2 separate regions of the Zea mays genome follow, and region 2 is linked to region 1. A link is a contact called in public Hi-C data. All regions are on one chromosome and are shown on one strand. Each heading gives the region's core, a stretch centred on a gene start, on an enhancer-like site or on the middle of the called end of the contact. The rest is flanking DNA. Distances are from core to core; before and after follow the strand shown. Region 1 overlaps LOC103639580 (a long non-coding RNA gene). Region 2 holds the start of LOC103639582 (beta-galactosidase 5).

Region 1 (7,185 bases), core at 3,980-6,479:
TAGCTGTGTCTGTGTAGCGTAGGAGGCCGGGGCAGTTATCATCACCCGGCTCTCTGTTTCGTCTAGACACAGACACTGCTCTGCCTCTTCCCTTGCTCTCCCATTCCCCCCCTCCCCCGCGGGCGCGGGCGCGGGGGTCCGGGATTAGGGTTTCGTGCTCGCCTCGACCAGCTTCTAGGGACACGCTCGCCCGGTCGGGGCTCTGCGCGTCGTCGTCCGCGATCGATCCGAGCGCGCCCCTACCGCTCCGCGCCTCGGTTCGGTTCCGCCGCGCCTCGCGATCTCTGGCCCACTCGGCTCGATCGTGCTCTTCGCGGACGCGATCGATTTGAAGGTGCGCGCAACCATCGCTCCTCATTCGCCATAGCACGTTTTGTGGTGGCCTCGTGATCGAATGCTTCTGTATTAGGCTTGCTTTTTTTGTGTGTGGCGGTGGTGGTGGTGAAGGAGGGTGCTCTCTAGCGCTGCTGCTGCCAAGTTGATGTGAATTTTGTGGGTTGTGTTGCGTAGATCGGAATGTGCTGCTGCCTGCTGCTGTCATTGTACGGGGTCGGTGGCCAGTGTTTCTGTGTCGATGTTTCCCAATCGTGTATCGTCCACCTTGTTCCGTTGTATTTTATTTTCTCTGTCTTGTTTGATTGATCGAAAATGGTGTGTCGTGTGGCGGTTGTGGTATTGGATTATCGGTACATTTTTTTTAGGGTGTGCAACGAGGCCACCAAACTGGATAGAATACTGGAGCCCTCAGATTTTGCTGCTCCTACCGGCTTCTCTGGTTCGTGGTAGTTATGTTTCGGATAATGGCTAATGAATGTGGACAAGAATGTGACAGCGCTGTAGTTCAATATTCGGTTATTACCACAAAACATATATTTTCCTATGAAAAAGCTACCTTGTGATTCTGGTGCCATGCCCTTAAAGTGCCTGTTGGATTCTATACTTCTCTGAGAGCACTGCACTCATTTACAGTTTTGTTTTTTTCGAGAGGGTCACTGAACAAACAGCTCTCAGGTTGGTACGGTGGATGCTCTGTAGTCAATCTATTGATGGACATAAGAGAGCTGTAGAGAATTGATGTTGAAACGTCACCCTTGGTGGGCCTGCTTTTGAGCTAGTTTCATTAGTTCACAACCAGAATAGATGTGGAGTCAGTGTTATAGCATGGAACTTCATTAAGTCCAGCATCAAACTTAGATGACTCTAGGCTATTCTATGTACAGTGATTTTAGGTGCCCATTATTGTATTAAATGAAATGAAACAATATCTCAGGGGTTTATATTGGATATGCCAATCTTTTTTAGTCATGTAATTGAACATATGGCATTTTATAACTGCTGGTTTTCTATTACACTGATTTATTTTAGTCTCCACTTAAATTTTTATAAAGTTTGTGAACCTTGGACTCCTGAAAATAGACCATCATTCAGAGCAGGTGAATAGTGATTCCTTAGGGTGTTTGTTTTATTCCCACTCTTTGGGTGTACTGCTACATTTAACTAAAAAAACTTGACCTATGGGGGTAAGATAGCCTCAGACATTATATTAAGAATACCTTCTCACGCTGGTTGAAAAACTATGAACCCCTGCTCCACCCATACACAACGGTACCGTAGCCGATGTGAGAAACGACGTGACCGAGACCGAGCCTTAGACTGTGCTTTAATGTGGGATATACGGGAGGATTTTTAACCATAGCCTGAAATTCACTCCCGTGAGGTATCGAACTCAAGACCTGAGGAGTACTTCTCGGACAACCTAACTAACTCAGGTAGATGTCCTTTCGCTACATTTAACTACCGATTTAATATTATGAATTTCATCTTCTGTATGTTCTTAGAATTAGAGCCATGCATTTTTTTAATGCCGCATCCTGGACCTCTTATAGTTTCCCTCTTGAACTGCTCAAGGTAACTTAAAACATATTATCACCTGCTGCTCCTTTAGGCAACTAGTGATGCACTGATGCGTTTTATTTTTTTTTTCTCATGAACTGATATTTTAGTATTTTATTTGTTTATGTCATTGTGTGGTGCTCATAAATCATAATTATCCTGGTTGGGATTGTTTTGCATCAATACACTATCCGTGTGTTTGGCAACCACGACTCAGCGTGTGTTAGGACCAGCATGAAGTTTAGTGATTCAGTATGTGCTCATTTTGTCCTGGTCCCATTTCCCCTTAAGGGCATGTTCGTTTGATCCTAAAACCATAGGAATTGAGGAGGATTGAAAGAGATTAGAGATGATTTTAACTTGTAGGGGATTTAATCCTCCTTAATCCCTATGGTTTAGCACAAAACGAACAGGGCCTAAGAATTTTGGTACTCATCTACTGTAGGAAAAATTATTGTTGGCACAGAGAGAGAGAGAGAGAGAGAGAGAGAGAGAGAGAGAGAGAGAGAGAGAGAGAGAGAGAGAGAGCTGTCTGGTGCTTGTGCAGTTGTGCAGTGGGCTCCACTGTCTGCAGAAGTGACGTATCCGGAATTCAGTTCTAAGCAAAGCCGTTTTCATATTTCTTATGGATCGTTTGTGATTTACTGATGGTTCTCGTTCGTGCCTGCATTGATCGTCCTGTGTGGTTGCAAATATCATCTTGGTTTTGGTCAGTAACAAGAGAAAGGTTCAAATTTGCAGGGTGAGGCAATGAAGAGTGGGGAGAGTGGTAGGGAATGGCAACTTCAGATCCCGGAGGAATCCCCTGTACATACTGCTCTCTTCTTGGTCTTGGAGGAGATAACCTGAGACTCCCTCAGGTTAAGCCCCAACGCAGCGAGCCCTCGCAAGAGGAGCTATTCGTCTGCACGTGCCCATGAACTACTCCTGCAACTATTCTCCACACTAACACTGGTGAGCTCATCCGGGTGGGTTCTCCATCAAGTTGAGATCTAGTGATAGCTAACTACATAAGTACGCTACTACCACCACCGTCCACCATTAGTTTCTCATTTCTGCAAAAGCTTGACAGCGTGCTCAAGACTGGAGATGGGGTGTTGTGCCTTGCTACTTGACCCCTGTTAGACCAACTACTAGAATGGAGATTGGTGGACTAAATGCTTAAATTTGTAAAGTAATGTAGTGTAATCCTGATCCTGAATCATCGGTTTCACTCGCGCTATACAATTCTGATGTGGTTATCTTAAGGGCTTGTTCTGTTGCGTCTGGATCGAAGTAGATTGGAAGGGATTAAATCCCTCTCTAGTCAAAATTGAATACAAGGGGATTTAATCCCTTCAATCCACTCCAATCCAATCCATACACAACCGAAAAGGCCTAAAGGGAAAGGCCCAAATTTCCGCTACAACTAGCAATGCGCCTTTTGCTACTACAGGACAGTGCAGCCGTGCAGGCATGCCAACAGCAGTGTGTCGATACGGACATCGTGTCCGAGAATACGATGCCTTGGCAGGCTTGGCCTCCATTGTAACGTTAGAAAAGACCAGCGTGAGTGCGTGACTGATCGTTCATGTCCCCACTGAATCGAGTCCAGCGTGACCCAGGCCACAAGGAACGAACCAGAAAAATACAGTCGCGTATTGAACCGTCCGTTTTTCAAAAACGGGATGAGAACTGGGATAGGTATGGGCGTATGGCCGAGAACTTGAGAGAAAATAGTTACGATCTGTTCGGATATTCTAATCAGAGTGTATTGAAATAGATTGAGATGTATTTTGATTTGTTATGAATTTAAACCGACTCAATATCATCCAATTTATATAGATTAATGGTAAAACAAACAAGCCTTTAGACCAAGTTTGGATACTTTAATATTGATCTCAATCCATATGTATTGAAGTGGATTAGAGTGTAACTTAAACTAATTTACACTTCAATACATATTAACACACGTGGATTGAGAACAATACTAGAGTATTAAAACAAAGTCTTAGGGTGTTTTCTATCCGTATTTATGGTATTCTGTATTGTATCGGAAAATTCCAATTTTTTTCTCGTTTTAATATGCAGGAGATACTTTGGTTTAGTCAATCAGTCGGCCCATAAACTTGGTCCACTGCCGCTAGCCGGCTACAGCACTAGTGCACTGTACACAACCCTAGCTCTTGACTATTTTCGAACGGCGGCTTCTGTTTTCGTGGCCAATCCGTTGCAACGGCGGTGCCTAGGCCGGGAGTCCCTGCTCGGCTTATCCCTTCGACATCGCGCTTCGCTAGTGCTTTATCCCTGCGTCCAGCGAACCTCAAACACAGCCAACCAATCAGACCCTTATGACTAGTTTGAAAACTAAAATATCGAAAAAATTAGAAAAGCTAAAATCTATTTCTTATTTATTTAAAATTAAATAAAAAAAAGATTTTAGCCCTTTTAATCTCTCTAGTTTTATGGTTTACAAATTAGTTCTTAGTGTTTGTACCGCTAGTTGCTACTTAAATATGCTTGCCTGCTTGTGTCGTGCGTGCTTGAGTAGGGCTGCTAATGGCAAAAAAATCTAACCCATTCCTATTCATACTCAAATATAATAACTTTGATATCCATCCCACATCTAGCTTAAAATATAAGAAGGAAATTAAACCTAACCCATCCAATAATATTATTGACCCCAAAATCAACCCGTAATTGGGTGGAAACCCATGTAAACCCCGTGGGTTCAGATTATTGTCTCACATCAAGCCAACTGCATACACATACACTGATACACAATAACAATTTTATAGGTAGTTTCAATGATGTACAAAAAACATAGTCCACGACATAAAAAACAGTGACAATAATATTATACACTGATACAAAAACAAGTTTGGTCGATGAACATTTAAGTCTCGAGAAAATAACAAAAAACATATGTTAAAGATCCTTAATGAACAATAATCTTTTTGGCAAGAAATATAAACTAACAGCAGTGGAAAGAGTCTCTGATCAAGCTCGAAGCTAGCAACAGGGGAAAGGCACATCTAAGTAGCATCAGAAGCTCACCGAACAACACATAAATCTCACTGGAAGTGAAAAGAAAAGAACCATGTGTGGAAGAACCATGTGTGGATGGATGAAGACCTATGGAAACTCACGCCTATGCAAACCCATCTACACCCATGGATATCAACCATTTTGACCCACAATACAAAATAAACGCATCCAACCCAACTCATTTACAATTAAAACTCACCACAACCACCAAAATAAACTCATTTTTTAAACCCGCCTAAAATACCCACTTACATCCACCCGTTTGCCGGCCTGTGCTTGAGGGCACGAGCCACAACAGCCACACGCGCACAACAGTAGGCTAGCAGCGGTATTAGGCGTTACAGCCAGGCACAAGAGGCTAACAGTAGCAGTCCATTACAGCTACACGTGCACAGTAGCAGCAGCATAATAGGAGCACAACAGCGTGTAGTCCGTCCGCTTTCGTTGTATATTCGTTTGTATTTATTCGTTTTCGTATACATATATATTCTTTAACCATTTTCGCTACCGTCTTTTCTGCTTCCGTTTCCGTTTTTAATAAAAAAATATGGTAACGAAAACAAGAGACGTAGTTTCCTGCCCATTACGTTCGTTTTCATCCCTACACACACGATTGTGGTTCAGAGAGCCATGCCCATGTCATGTTTTGCCCACATTCCGTCAGTCCAACTGACTGAAAAGCATCTCCCAGACCTGAAAACGCTGACCAAGTGACAGATAATAGTCACTATGTCAAGCAGAGTCTTCCGCCAACAACAGCTGAAGACAAAGGGGGTGTTTGGTTTGCCCCTGCTAAAATTTAGCCTCTATCACATCGAATGTTTGAACCTCCGTTCGGGGTATTTAATTTGTCAGATTATAAAACTAATTTCTCAGCCGAAGATTAAAAAGTGAGACGAATCTAGTACAGTTGGTTGGGTCTATATTTCATACTCCTATTTGAAAGTCAAACGCTTGATGTGACCCGGACTAAACTTTAGTCCATAGAACCAAACACCCAAAAAGGCTGTTTGATGTGACAGTAAAGAACAACATCCTCCACCACTTGATAAGCAGGCAGGACGATGTTCCCGAGCACAACTCACAGCAGCATGATGACACATTGGAGCACCAAAAAATAGGCCATGATCGTCCTCAACCTGTAGGAAGAAGCTGACATGCAATTTGGCATGAAATTCATTGTATGATGGCGGGAACATGTTGATGAGCATGTCTTCATTAGTGACTGCGAATGCTCACTACAATAAACGAAACAACTTACAACGGTCAAAGCCATCGGACATAAGCTTTAAACCGTCGGAGATAGCATATGTCCGATGGTATTTAGTTATCTCTGACGGTCTCTGGCCGTCGGACATATGGGTCGGAAATAACGTAATGTCCGACGACAGCCGTCGGACATAAGCTATCTCCGACGGCCGCAACCACCCGTCGGAGATAGTAAATATCAACCGTTTTACCGGTCAGTTGTTGGGACCCACAGCTGTTATGTTCGACGGCCTGACGTCAGCCGTCGGACATAAGGGTTTGTTATCTCCGACGGTTTATATTAAGTCCTCGGACATAACCAACCCTTATGTCCGACGGCTGACGCCAGGCCATCGGACATAACAAATTTCAGAAATTACACAAAATTCTGTTTTTCAAAAAATCTAACATTTACAAAAAAACAGATTTCTTGCAAATATACGCAGAGTTCATATACAACCACATATTCACAATCACAAATATACTCACATAAGTATCCACATTCACAAATTTAACATAACGACATATAGTTCCAAATAGTCTCAACAAGTCTTTTACATCAACATATAGGTCCAAAATAAAAACTGATATTGTTCGACGGATAGGGTTTGACATGAACAGTAATAGTTCCAAATTAAACACATTTGATGAACTATCACTCATATCCATCGTCTGGTTGGTTCGAGTTATAGCCACTTCCTCCGGCTGGACTATGCGTGTTGAAAAGGTTGTTCACCCAAGAATGTGATGTGTCGTCTTGACCAGACCCATCTCCAGGTGTGGCAACTGAAGCGGGTGGTGTCTGAAATCCCTATAACACACGCACATGAAATAGTAACCACTCAGTTTTTTATTTAAACACATAAGACATCTATGAACATGTCACACACGCATATGTGTACATACCATAGGGAATTGTGACGGAGGCGGAGGTGGAGGCGCCAGCGTTGGCATCGGCAGTGCAGAGTCCGGAGGCGGCATCCCATATGTGGGCATCGGGACGCCCGCTTGTTGGGC
Region 2 (6,927 bases), core at 773-3,272, 95 kb after region 1:
GCTGTGTATGGGTGGGGCAGGTTCGGGGTTTTCTCGACCTACGTGAGAAGGTCTTCTTATTATTATAATGTCGTGGGGACGGTTTTATCCTGCAGGTCGAGTTTTTTTTCAAGGTGTAACGACACAAACTAGCAAGAGCGTGTAAATTTGCTACACCAATAGTTAAAAAAACTTGAAGTGATTTAAGCTATTAACATGATGTATTAGCCACTAGGGGCAACTGATTATCCCCATATGCAGTAACTCGATCATCATAACCTTTGTACCAAATCTAAGGAAAAGATTATACTTGCCTGAGAGAGGATAATTGGGCCACCTTGGGATGCAAAGAGGTTTTCGCTCTTCATCATTCCCACAATTTTCTCAGTGAAACCCTGCATGGCCGTCTGCACAAACAGGGAGCAGCATTACAACGATGACAAGAAAAAAAAAGGTGTCTCCATCTAGATCCAGGACTGTTGGTGGGGTGATTTCACGGGCCGACCTTGAAAGGTTCGTTGTCTGTCCTGAAGCTGATGCCCGGTACATACTTCAACCAAACTGGGAAGCCGCTACGAAATTGCATGCATAGCAATAGAAGTCAATAGACAGGAGTACTGCATGCATATCCACCAAAACTGGAGACACGGTAATGCTCCATTTTTAACGGAGGTGATTTCAGGAAATGGAGAAATACCCGAAGTTCCACTCGCCACAAATGTAGGGACCGATGCGGAGATGTACAAACAGGCCAGCCTTCTGGACCGTCTTTATGAACCTGACTAAATCGTACCTCTCCTCGAAATAGTACTGCTCGAAGCGAAAAAAAATACCATCCGAATCCTGTATGAGTTAATGATGATGGCAGCGGAATGGAATAGCAGAGGTGTCAAGTTTCTTACATTTCCAGGCGTAGGCTCATGTCCGTTCCAAAAGACATAGGTCTGAATGACATCCAAGCCTCCGTCTTTAGCTTTCTGAATCAGCCCTTCCCACATCTGATTGAAAAGAAAAGGCAAGAATAAGCACTCACTTCAGATCCATAGATTCTAAAAAATGCCACAAAACCACCGAAAATAGTTTTTTTTCGTCGGAAATTTCTTAGCTTAGGTTATCCAAATGCTAAGGGACCAAGAAACACGGTTGCTATAGAGAAAAACACAAGGGAGGGAGGCAGGAGGGGACAATCCCCGAGAAAATCTCAAACCCCATCCAATAAACTAACCGTGGAAGAAAGAGGGGCGGCTAAAACAATTTGCTTTTGAGAGCATTGCATCAAGAAACAGCTGACCGCAGCCATAAACCTCTCCAGGGAATAGTGGGGGGAGAAGAGATTTTGTAGAATGCAGTTACATCAGGGGTGCTCCTGGGGTAGTGTATGGATCCGGAGAAGAGAATCCGCCTCTGCCCATCAATCAGCACCGCCTTCTTGTCGTAAGTCACAGCGCATTCCACGGCGGCCACCAGAACGGACACCGCCACTGCGCAGCCCAGCAGGGCAGCCGGCCACCACCTCCTCATGGCCAACCTCCCCGCTCCAAGAAGGTGGGCGAAGAGGAAGACCGCAGCGCGCACTGGGTTTGCGAGTGCGCGAGACTGTGTGGTCTTCACACACTTGTGAGATCTTCCCCTTCAGCACCACCTCCTCCTGCTGACCTGCTCCTCCTCCTGCAGACCTCCTCCTGTTTTGGTTGCTCCCTTTCTTGGATTTCTAGGATTCTTTGGGCGGGTTCTTGGGAGGAGCGACAGTGAGCCTGGGACTGGGAGGAGTAGCTGCTCGGCTCCAGTGGAGCTTTTGGCGTATGGCGTGCTATTATAATGGCTGTGGCTCCTCCCACTGTCCGCGTAACGAAGTGGAGAGGAGAAAAAAGAGTGGGCTTGGAAAAGAGACTCTAGCCGGCTAGCCGCGACCCGTGTGTGTGTGTACGGAGGCGGGCGGGGCACCGCCGCGCCGGAGGGGAGGAGCAGTACAAAGATGGCAGCTCATCATGCTGCTGGGTGGCTGACCATGGTCCATCGTCCTTCTCTGCTGTGTCTGTCTCCCGGGGGGGCCAAACTAGCAATCTCACTACTAATGGAAGATAAAAGTCAAAGCAGTAACTGAAGAAATTATTGATGCTCGTTTTTTCTACTTGGCTTTGTTTGGCAATGAGCAACTTTAGGTCCTGGTGGAATCTACCGGCAGCTAAGAGTTTAGTTGGTTAATAATAACCCACAGCTAATTAGGGAGCTAACTATCAGCTGTCTTATGTTTTGATCCGCTAGGTAAAAAGTGAATCATTAGTAAAACCATCTCCAACCATTTCCCCCACATTTCTCTCACTATCTATATTTTCTATTATATTTTACTACATCATCCCAAAAGATACTTCCCCACGCACAAGACATCTCAAATTATTCACCATATTCAACACTCATATATACTATAATTCAGTTATTTAATATTTATCATCATTTTTTAAGTTTGAAAAACCATAGACTATTTATACTAGCATAATACACATTATTTTCATATTATGATACTTAAAATCATTAATATTACAAAGAAATAAAGTGATTAAAGTACGAGAAATTAGAACTCACCCATAAGGGCTGGTTTGGTGGACATGTAATTGGAGGGGATCCATGGGAGAGTAATTGAATAGGGAGGGGATTATTCCCCCTTGGATCCCCTCCAATTCTCTGTCCACCAAATCAGCACTAAGTGGGGGGGGGGGGGATTTCCTCTCTCCCCATATGGGGTGGACGGTGGGGGAGCGGTTAGAGAGTTGTGTTGGTCTGTTGGAGAAGAACATAGCAGCAGTAGTCGAACGACGTGGAGGCGACAGTGCAATCGCGAGACAAGGGGCACATTTCCTGAAATAGAGAGAAACAGATACAATCTGCGGGCACCTGAGCTCGATGGTTAGAGATGGCAATGGGTAATCGAAACCCGAATAACCAACATGTTTTACCTGATATGTAGACGGATATAGGACGATTATTCTATACACACGGGTATGTTAATGGGCAACAACATCTATCCCGTTAGGTAGATGGGTACGAGTGGATACTACTCATATCCGTAGGTAAAATATACCCATATCATACTGTTATTATTATCTAATAAAGTCCATCTTGATTAAAATAAAACCCTTTCATATGTTTGTTATATTTAAAGCTGAACTTTTTTGTGTATTTATTTGACATTTTGTATCAGAATATTTGAATTTGAGACATCCTTATTAGTGGGTACGGGTTACCCGACGGGTAAAATTGCCCATGCAGATACGGGTATGGTTAGGGTTTTATACTCGCGAGCATATATGGGATAACCTGACGGGTATATTTTTTTGTGATGGGTACCTACACTACAAGAGCTACAGTCATTTTCGGCGGCCAGAAGACGCCGAAAATAAGCTATTTTCGGCGGTCAGGGTCCAGTCGCAAAAAATAACTCTGGTCGCCGAAAATGGTATACGGTGTTGTTGTGCTAGAACGTCGTCAAATCTTATGGAAAGATACGACGAACAACAAGTTAAGGGATGAAAAATAGATGATAGACATATTTTGGTCGACTGTATGTTGGTTAAATGTCTCAACTCCGTCACGATCCTCTCGTCAAAATATATATATATATATATATATATATATATATATATATATATATATATATATATATATATATATATATACACGAGGATGGTCGTATCCTAATAAAAAAACTAATCCAAAGTGTATTCGACAAGTTTTAAATTCTAAAAACCAACTTAAAATAAATCGACTCGAAATCTAGCAAAGTCGGCCTAGCCAACCACCAAAATCGGCTAGGTCAGGTTTTCACGAGTAAGTCGGAGTTGTAGCTGGCCTAGCTGATTGGGTCTCTGAGGCAGTCTAGCCCGGTTCCAATGACTTTGCCTGGCCGAATGGAGGTGCCGGCTTGGCCGACTCTAAGGGCATGTTTGTTTTGGCTTCTGACAGCTTCTGGCCACCAAAAGCTGCTGCGGACTGCCAAACGCTCAGCTTTTCAGCCAGCTTCTATAAAATTCGTTGAGGCAAAAACCATCCAAAATCAACATAAACACATAATCGGTTGAATCGTTGTAATAGTATGAATTCGTCATTTTCTAGATCCTGAACCCTATTAACAACTTTATCTTTCTCCACACGTAATCGTAATAATACTCAGATTCTCCCTACAGCCAGATTCTCCTCACAGCCAGATTTTCAGAAAAGCTAGTCAGAAAAAAGCTGAACCAAACAGGCCCTAAGCAAGAGCAAGGACTGTTTCAGTTTTGTGTGTCAACTGTAGAGCTGTACTCCCCCTACTCCCCATTCTTCAAGAAAATAGAGTACATGTTTACCAAATGCGATTACACTTTGTGTGGGGAAACATGTAAGGAAGACAGAGAAGGTACAGTACGATTAGCTGCATAGACAACTCGCTCGTTATTGTGCTGGCAACTACTACAAAATAGAAGGTGCTAAGTTTCGTCTGAACAAGAGCATCAAAGCCTCACTGGATTGATGGGTTCCATAGTGCCGGCACATTTGCAAGAGTCACGGTGCTATAGCTAGTGGCTTTGCAGGTGTAAATGCCTGCCGTAAGAGCTAAGCTGGTTGCTTAATAAAACGGGTGCTCGTGCTCCTTTAACTACCAAGACCGCCTTTATAGCTTATGACACACTACACTTCCAAATATACCTGTCCTTTTGCCTTTTTACATGTCCCTGCCGTTGCGATCTCGACAAGGACGCACGCAAGTCATGTTCGTTTAATCAATTCGTTCTAAATGAGATGGTGTATCATAAATCCATTTTATAAATTCGGTAGAATAAACTTGTTTCTCATAGTATTACTAAATATTAGTCTACGACGAATAAAATGGTGATTGATCAACCCACATCATTCTACGAACCAAATAAAAAAAAAAGTGAGTGTACTACAGCATTCTTCAAACCAAACACGCTGCTGTCGGTGAATGTAACGGTAACCCTCCTTAGGTTGTAGAACCTGGCAGTTGACATTGACACAGCAATGTAGTGTATGCACTATCACTCGCATGTTGTAGTCTTGTCACTCCATAAGACACCTAGCTGCTCGTCCAGAACGGGAAATGGGGCTGACAGGTTAGTTACGCAACTACCATACGTTAGTGTTTTATTGGATATGAATGTGTCGGGGGCAACGCATTGTACTCTGGTCTCCGTTGACCCGTCCCTATCTGATCGAGGCATATCTAGCCGAACCGAACGTATCCACTCGACCACGATGGAGAGGATACGCCAAAACGTCCAGCAGCCTGCCGAGAGCGCGCCACGCATCCCACCTGTTGACGCCTTTTTGGAGCGCCAAACATTCAACAAGAACCGATGGCGGCGCTCTCTGGTCAGGCGCGGACGGTCCGCGGCCAGGGGCCGGACGGTCCGCGACCTGGTGCAGGAGCACGGATTTCCTGCCTGACGGCTGGACGGTCCGCGCCCTGGGGCCGGACGGTCCGCGCGTGCGCAGGGGCGGCAGATGATCGCCGGCAGCGCTTGGATCTCGCTCCCGGGAGGGACCCCGTCGGGGAGGAGAGATCCTAGGAGTTGTCTAGGCTCGGGCAGGCCGACCTAGACTCCTCTAATCGACGTAGAGTCGAGGAGAGGCGAAGAATTTGGGGATTGGAAGGCTAAACTAGAACTATTCCTAATGCGTAAGGTAAAAACGAGAAATAGACTTGATTTGTTCGATTGATGGGGGCTCAATCGGCCGTAGCCCTTCATCTATATAAAGGGGAGGTCTGGATCCGTTTCCAACTGTTTCCCGAGTTAATCCCGCGGTTTTAGGTAACAAATCCCGCGAGAAACTAGGAACCCTAACTGACTCTGCGCGCGCGCGGACTGTCCGGACCGCGGACCGTCCGGCCTCAGCGCTGGACTGTCCGCGCTGCTCAATTTGACTTCCAACATATGCCCCCCTGCCTTTTGGTGAAGGTTGACGAACCAAAAGCATATGAACTAAGCCTGATGTAAGTCACCGGCTTTTCAATATGGAGCTCATTCAATAAAGCACCAATGTATAAAGGCCGTTTCAGATTGTATCTTTCTCGGCCATGACCGTTTGATCAATGGATCAATAGGAATAGAATGGAGGTGCCCCCCAGCCTGGATAGACAAAGGGACTATACATATACCATGGATTCATCATCGTACCATTCCATGTTTGAACAGGATAATATACCGACGATGAGTAAACAGGTGGAAAGTACCTTGGTCTCATAGAATGAATAGGCGATGCTTGTTGTGTCGCCTTTCGAGCCGTTTTGTTTACCCGTTTTGTTTTAGCAGGTGACCGATGTTTCTTCGTTGACCGATCACGTAGAACGGTCTTCTTGCTAGTATTCTTGGAGAGTAACTGATCAAAGGTAGAGTCAGTTTTGATCAACCGACCATATGTGCTTTGCCGTTGCGTCTCTTTCCCTTTTAAGGCTTTGTGTGGAGGCTGACGTCTTTGGCCATATGCGGATTGTCCGGCAGAGTTAGCCGAACCGTCTGTCTGAGCACCGGACTGTCCGCACGTAGGTGTCACACCGTCTGTGATGCTCAGGTCAGGCTGTCGTGCTTGGCTCATTAATTGTGCCTGCCCCCGGTGCCTCCGGACTTTTTAGCCTTATCGTCCGGAGCCTTTCGAGCAATCTCCTTTTGCGATATATTTGACGTGCGAGGATCGTCAATGATGATGTCTTTGCTTTTGCTTTTTATCGGCCATTTCGGGCCGAACTAAGATCTTTTCGCATGCGACATCTATCGTATTAACAGGAAATGGTTGTGTGTCCACTTGCATTTCCTGAAAAGCCAACCGGCCTTCATTTATGGCCGATTGTACCTGTCGACGAAAGACATTACAGTCATTGGTGGCATGAGAAAAAGAATTATGCCACTTACAATAAGCACGTCTCTTTAATTCATCTATATGAGGGATAGTATG

Evidence for each region. Hi-C and Micro-C count contacts between places; a contact is called where the count stands out from the background.
Region 2: a Hi-C map of ear shows a contact between it and region 1, with 1.8 times the contacts expected there. The contact joins the promoter of LOC103639582 here to the enhancer-like site in region 1. A contact is called at or near these places in 3 of 25 Hi-C or Micro-C datasets (ear, leaf and tassel) and 1 of 3 datasets of contacts at active chromatin or transcription factors (leaf).

Annotation. Positions count from the first base shown.
Region 1 is chr9:159,606,007-159,613,191 of Zm-B73-REFERENCE-NAM-5.0, forward strand. LOC103639580 (a long non-coding RNA gene) reads left to right here. Exons shown (of 2, transcript XR_559543.4): 1 at 1-334; 2 at 2,635-3,155. Among protein-coding and RNA genes, the nearest start is that of LOC103639580, 3.7 kb to the left of the region's middle. Within about 2 kb of position 5,230, at least 7 of the 20 cell types and tissues checked have an H3K27ac peak or open chromatin away from gene starts, as enhancers often do. A contact at or near this core is called in ear, where this site is marked.
Region 2 is chr9:159,703,820-159,710,746 of Zm-B73-REFERENCE-NAM-5.0, forward strand. LOC103639582 (beta-galactosidase 5) reads right to left here and starts at 2,023. Exons shown (of 19, transcript XM_008662315.4): 1 at 1,333-2,023; 2 at 882-977; 3 at 677-789; 4 at 485-551; 5 at 294-386. The coding sequence starts at 1,500.